Linked DNA regions of Mus musculus: region 1 is linked to region 2. The links are chromatin contacts, called in public promoter capture Hi-C maps. All regions are on one chromosome and are shown on one strand. The core of a region is the stretch at or near the end of the contact, and the rest is flanking DNA. Distances in the headings are between cores, read along the strand shown. Region 1 overlaps Abcd3 (ATP-binding cassette, sub-family D (ALD), member 3). Region 2 holds the start of A730020M07Rik (RIKEN cDNA A730020M07 gene).

The links. Promoter capture Hi-C pulls out the DNA fragments that hold promoters and counts their contacts.
Region 1: a contact with region 2 is called in a promoter capture Hi-C map of the 3T3-L1 cell line, with 5 times the contacts expected there. The contact joins the enhancer-like site here to the promoter of A730020M07Rik in region 2. A contact is called at or near these places in 5 of 39 promoter capture datasets (the 3T3-L1 cell line, 3T3-L1-derived adipocytes, cranial neural crest and 2 more), 1 of 15 datasets of contacts at CTCF or cohesin (the NIH/3T3 cell line), 15 of 484 Hi-C or Micro-C datasets (3T3-L1-derived adipocytes, the HL-1 cell line, Sertoli cells and 12 more) and 4 of 115 datasets of contacts at active chromatin or transcription factors (astrocytes, cardiomyocytes, neural progenitor cells and 1 more).

What each region holds. Positions count from the first base shown.
Region 1 is chr3:121,760,329-121,763,626 of GRCm38.p6, reverse strand. It overlaps Abcd3 (ATP-binding cassette, sub-family D (ALD), member 3), which reads left to right. Exons shown (of 23, transcript NM_008991.3): 22 at 2,156-2,212. Among named protein-coding and RNA genes, the nearest start is that of F3, 38 kb to the right of the region's middle. Within about 2 kb of position 1,351, at least 19 of the 459 cell types and tissues checked have an H3K27ac peak or open chromatin away from gene starts, as enhancers often do.
Region 2 is chr3:121,644,794-121,647,794 of GRCm38.p6, reverse strand. It overlaps A730020M07Rik (RIKEN cDNA A730020M07 gene), which reads left to right and starts at 1,342. Exons shown (of 3, transcript NR_036458.1): 1 at 1,342-1,413.

The DNA of each region.
Region 1 (3,298 bases), core at 102-2,601, 120 kb before region 2:
TGTTTCTCTTCTTGAGTCCTCTTTAGTAATTTGTATGTGGTTTCCAGTTTTCTAGGCTTAGAGATGTCTGCAGTGTTTCCATGCATAAGGTCATATAGACTGGATTTGGCTTGAAGGCTTCTCCCTGACAATTCTATGTTGTTGCCTTTTTTGATTTTAAGATGTGTGGCTCTGTAAGATACATTCCACTTGAGGGAAGAGAACTTACCTGAGCCTTTGATGGTCATTTAACATTGTACTGGCTATGAGGAAGAGGGCTGGGCCCTTAAGTTTAGAACCTTTAAAAACTGTTGCTTTGGAACCTGTTGCATGCATGGCGCTCATGTAGGTCAGGGGACAGCTGTAGGAGGCAGTTCTCCACCACGTCAGTCCAGGAATTGATTCAGATTGTCAGCCGTGGTGGCAAGTGTCTTGCCCACTAGGGCTTCTTGCAAGCCCAAGACCTTTTTCTAACTACCAAACTGTAAATTTACAAATGACATAAAGCAGCACTTGAGCTCAATGACATTAAAGAGAACGGTGGCTGCTTTGCCGAATCCAAGCCACGAGCATCCGGTGTTTGGATCTTACCATTTAGATTTTACTTTTGTATTTTGGCCTAAGTAATTCTAATACACACTATGCCTACCCTAATCCAATTAAAACATCAGGAATAGAAAAAAAAAAGTCTCAGTAGGCTTTTGATACAGTTGAAATATGAAAGCTGATAATGTGCATATCTTCTTATGCAGCTCCTAATTTGCACATTGGCAGCCAAACTTGTGGCACAGTTTAAGTGGTACTACTTGGTGCCAGCAGAATAATTTAGTCATAAAATTTCGTGACAGAAATTTTCAGAATTTACTTAGGCTAATCTTTTAAGAGTATTATCAAAATGAAAATAAGATTAGGGTCTAGAGAGATGACTCATTGGTTCAAAGCCCTTACAGTTCTACAAGAGGACCTGGGTTCAGTTCACAGAATCCACATGGTGTTTCACAACTGCCTTTAATTCCAGTTCCAAAGGATCTCACACCCTCTTCTAGCCGCCAAGGGCACTGGAGGCTACATGCAGGCTAAGCAGTCACACACATAAAATAAAAATAAATAAATCCTTTTAAAAAATAAAATGAAAGGGGGAGGGGGAGGGATAGGGGTTCCCAGAGGGGAGACCTGGAAAGGGGATAACATTTGAAACGTAAATAAAATAGCCAATAAAAAAAGTGCTGAGAAAAAAATAAATAATACAATGAAACTAAAAAATCATGGTGAAGGTTTGCTGATTCTCCCAAAGGTGAGAGGTGTGTGTTGAGGATCTAAGGCAGTGTCCTCCCAGTCATCTGTGTTGGCTGGGTAACTCCTAGGCAGTGGCTAGGACTCTCCTGGGCCTTAGGACTGTGTTTAGCAGCACTTTTAGTGCTGTCCGTTAGATGGCAGTATTGTTCTCAGCATACCAAAAAAAAAAAAAAAAAAAAGTCTTCAGTCATTACCAGAATGCCCACCAGATATTATATATATTTTATAGATGTATATATAGATGTATATATACATATAATATATTACATATAATATATATATGTGTAAATATATATTATATTATACATATAATATATATATATATATATATATATATATATATATGTAAAAGCTTGCCATTCAGTTGAGAACCACTGATCCAGAACAACTACAGTGATGTTTCTTCAAAAATCTAAAAATCTGAACTGTGTTAGAAATTCTGGACCAAGACTGAAATATTTTTATTATGTTTTATAGTAAGCTTATTGGGTAGCAAAACCTAATCCAAACTTTGAAGATTTTTTTTTACAACTTTTTGTCTCATTTGCGTCAGTATTTGTATACATTACTGAAGACACATGCAGAATTCTGCTTAGAACCTTCTAGAAGCAATGGAATAATTACTCCCAACTCTGAACCCCAAGACATAATTCCAAGATGAGACTACAGTAGGGAACTGCACATCTGGAAGCAGTGACTTCCTGACTTTAATCTTTTGCTGTCCGTATCTTACCATTTCATAATAAATCAAATGTAGGGTATGTTTTATCGTTAATTCTTCACTGTAGCCACTGAACGTGGTATCTAAGAACTTAGAAGCATGTGTTTGCGGCTTGCCATCCCGATGTGACATAACCCTCTCTTTGAATCTTTGAATTAGGTTGGCATCACCCTCTTTACCGTTTCACACAGAAAGTCCCTTTGGAAGCACCACGAGGTTTGTATTTCTTCCCTTGTACGGAGTGATGAATTTTATGAATCTTATGTAAATATGTGAATTTTGTTGACTGATTTTAGATTTCATGGTCACGTCACCATGTGGGCATACATTTTATGGAAAAGGGTGGTTTGAGCTTTACAGTATACAGTGGGACTTGATTTGGTATTATTGTTGTCAGTTTTGGAAGCGAGAATGTATATAACAATCTCTAGCTCTACTGAGATTAGAGAGCAGTTAGGTCTCTAGTGTCATAAGTGACTGCTGTGTAATAGCGATGGGTAAATGAGCTGTGTCGTTACCATTCAGGTTTGACAGAAGAGCAGAAAGTCTTAACAATTAGATGGCAAAATTTTGTTAGCATTTTCAGTAGCGGTCAGGACTATAAGGGAAAGATAGCATAATGCCAGCCATGTTTGTAGTATAATAAAATAGGATCTGTTAGATAGTCCCAGCCACTTACCAGACACCGTGCTGAAGTTCGAAGTAGTACAGGAAGTGCTATAGATTCTGGGTAGTGTCCTCAAGGTTAGTGGGGGAATGTCGAGAATAGAGCTCTTTTCTTCTCTCTGATTCTCTTATCTTTCCTTTTCAAACTTTGCTATTCCCTCCCTCCCCTCTCCTACCCTCCCCCTTTTCCTCCCCTCCTCCTTCCCTGTGCTGGATCCAGCCCTAGGCCTCATGTGTGTAAGAACAGCCACCGTGTAAGGGAAAGGAACACGAAGCAGCTAAAAAATAGCAAACAGAAAATAAACAGAAAACATATCTTTATATATAGACACTCACTAACTAGAAACAGAAGGCTTTGTTCTGTGTCTTTGGGGGCACACGTATAACTCCTTCACGTCTCTGCTGAACCTAAACAAGAGTCTTTCAAGTGGAGAGTGGTAGCTGACCATGAAGCAGTCAGTGCTGCACTGGTGAGCCACCCAGGCTCTGGCACCGGTCATCCTAGTAGCTCTGAGCTGCAATTCAGAGCTGTGAAAGCATCTTCTTTTGTGGGATGCCTGTGCATTGACTAGAAACGTGCAAAAGTCTGTTTTAGTTCTCCGAAATGGGGAAACATACCTGTTCTTAGTCTCTGAC
Region 2 (3,001 bases), core at 93-2,592:
GGAGGGCCTTCTGGCTAAGTCATTCAGTGATAAGTGACACCTCTGGTTAGAAGAGTGTGTGGGAGCAGCAGTAGTAGTGTGTGCAGAGAGGATCAAGCCATGAGAGAAGCCGTGAGAGCTCACATGGGGTTCACACTCGCCTCTGCACAGCAAGTCACTCTTGTTGAAGATTCTCTGCTTCCTCTAGTTCTAATCCTCTACGCCCCACTTCCTGAATACCTACCACTTTTCAGTATGGTTGCACTGGATGGGAGGTTTTGGGAGACACTATCCCATCCAAAGCCAGGATTCATCGCTGTGCCCCCAGGCCTGTTGTCTTTATTTGCTTTGCAACAATTAATAATAAATGTCAAAGAAAGGCAAGCAGTCTGTTTAAGTACCCTTCTCATCTCTGTGGCAAAACACTGCCTGAAACATCTTAAAGGAGTCAGGCTTTATTTTCCATCACATTCACAGAAGGTTCTCATGAGTGGTGCTTCTAGACAGTAGGGAGGCAAAGCATCCTGGCAGTGTGAACAACTGGCATGGTCTGTTCCCTTTAAGATACAGAGGATGTGGCCAGAAACTAGGCACAGCCCTCAACCCTTAAAGATGTTAGGGCTCCAGCTCTTCCTACCAGGCCAACTTTTATGGCCACAAGCTGGTGAAAGGGCCTTTGTAGCTGATCTTCCACTATTGGATGAGTGGTGGGGGACTCTCTGGTGTGTCTTCTGGGAGTCCCCAGGATCAGACAAAATCCCCACCTCTGTCACAAGGTCTGTAAACATCCTCATACTTGGATAGCAAAGCGCTGGCATGGTTAGCCTGCTTAATCACTACCCCACCCCTCCGAGGAGAAGGATGATTTCAGCCACTTGAGGAGGGAGAAACAGCCGTGACCTTCCTGCAAGGCTGATGATAACTCACTCCTTATAAGGAGAGGACAAACAAGGGCCCACGCTCAGGGCTCAGGAATGCACCTCTGTGTGTGTTCTTCCCAACTGCGCCCAGTAATTGGACTTTACACCTGAGGGCAGTCTTTTCTGTGGGCAGGAGGATGGGGGACATCCTCCCTTCCCACTGAGGAAGGCAGTAGTGATTACAGGGGGTAATCACAGCCATAAAGAGCCTGAATCAGCACCCCAGTTACACTGAACTTGATGGGAGGACTAAGAAACAAGCTCCCTGTTCACTGTAACGCCGACTTCACAATGATTTACTTATTATTTGACCAAAACAAAGTCAACATACACAGGACCAAAGTCAAACTGAGTTATTAACCACCAGTGACTTTAGCTATTATTCATACGTATGCTCCAGCAGGCATGCACTTAGGGCCAGTTAATATTTCTACTAACTCAGTAACTAAACCATTACGAGAGGCAAGTATTGAAGCTCAGGAAAAAAGGCCATTTTCCTGAGTTCTCTCAGCTGGTAAGTAAGAAACAGCTATGAATCCAACTCTCTCTGACTCCATAACCATCAGAAGCCCCCCAGAGGAGCTACAAACCCCCTAAAGCTCCCAGGAGACCAGGGGCCCCTGGGCTGTGCAGTATGAAGGTTGAGTTTAGCCTCTCCAGTGTGCTTCATGAGGAATTCCCAGAACTTAGGGACCAAATGGTGGGGTGTGTGTGTGTGTGTGTGTGTGTGTGTGTGTGTGTGTGAAGTTTACTTGCAGATATGTGCATATGCATGTATAGGCTGGAGGACAACATTGCCTGTTGTTTCTCAAGACTCACCCACATGTCCCTCAGTGGTGAGTAGGATAGGCTGGCTGGACAAGGAGCCCGGGTGTCTTGCCTGCCGCTGCCTCCCAGAACTGGGATCACAAACGCACAATGCCTCTTTTGGCTTTCATTTTTTTCAAAAGCAGGTTTTGGAAAGTGTCAGGGAATGCTTCTTTACCGCCTTAGCTATGACCCAGCCCTGTATTCCCTGCTAAACTGCCCTCCCTCTAATCACTCTGAAAAATACAGAACCAGAAAGCCAATCGCTGTAGGTTTCTTCTTCACTCAACACTGCAGAGCCCAGCTGCGGGGCCGTCCGAGGTCTTTATGTGAAATGCATCATGTCTCAGCCTCCTTGCGGAGTTGGCCTGCCAGCCTGTCCTCTGGCTGTTCTCACAAGCCACCCATGTTGCACCCTTTGGCTGCCCTCTCCCTATATTCAGTGCATAGTTGTCCAGAAAGTCTGCCCTGCCGTGACCCCCATTCTCTATTCATTGTGAACTTATTGCATATGCGAGACACAGTGCTGAGCTCCTGGGGTCAAGATCTCTGCCCTCTTGGGCAGATGCTCAGGACTGGAGAGAAAATAGCTACTGGTTTATACAATCAATCACTTTGCTGTGATTATATAAGCCCTTTAGAAATTTCAAAATTGCTAAGAGTGTGTCTGATGGAAACAGGGATGCGGGGCCTGCTCAAGGCTAGGATTGAGGAGATGTCTTCTTGGGGAAGAAGAGAAGATAGCCAAGGCTGAGAGAGGGGGAGGGAGAGGAAGGGGGAGGGGGAGGGGAGGGGGAGGGAGAGGAGAGGGAGAGGGAGAGGGAGAGGGAGGTGGCAGAACAAAGTCAAGAGGTCATCAGGAAGGGCCTCTGTGGAGCCACCTTCAGAATTCTACAAACGAGGAGCTTACACTGAAGGGTTTAAGTGGTGAATTGTACAAGTGCAGAAACAGAAGCAATGAATGATGCATGTGCCAATGGATTCTAAATGGTGCTGAGAATTAGCGAGGAGCTACCTATGGGGGCCTTTGGTCTCTCTCTGAAATAAGCTAAGTTGGCAGTAACTGGAAGGTGGGATTTGGGGAGACTCTCATATACGCTGGACTTGAATTCAGTATGGAGCCTAGAATGACCTTGAAGTTCTCAAATTCTCAAATTCCCCTGCCTCAATTTCTGAGGTGCTGAGATGACATACATGAGTCACCAGGCCCATTTATGGGGTGCTGGGGCTCAAACCCCAGCACCGTGTGCACTCCAGGTAAACACTCTACCAACTGAACTGCATTTCTAGGCCCA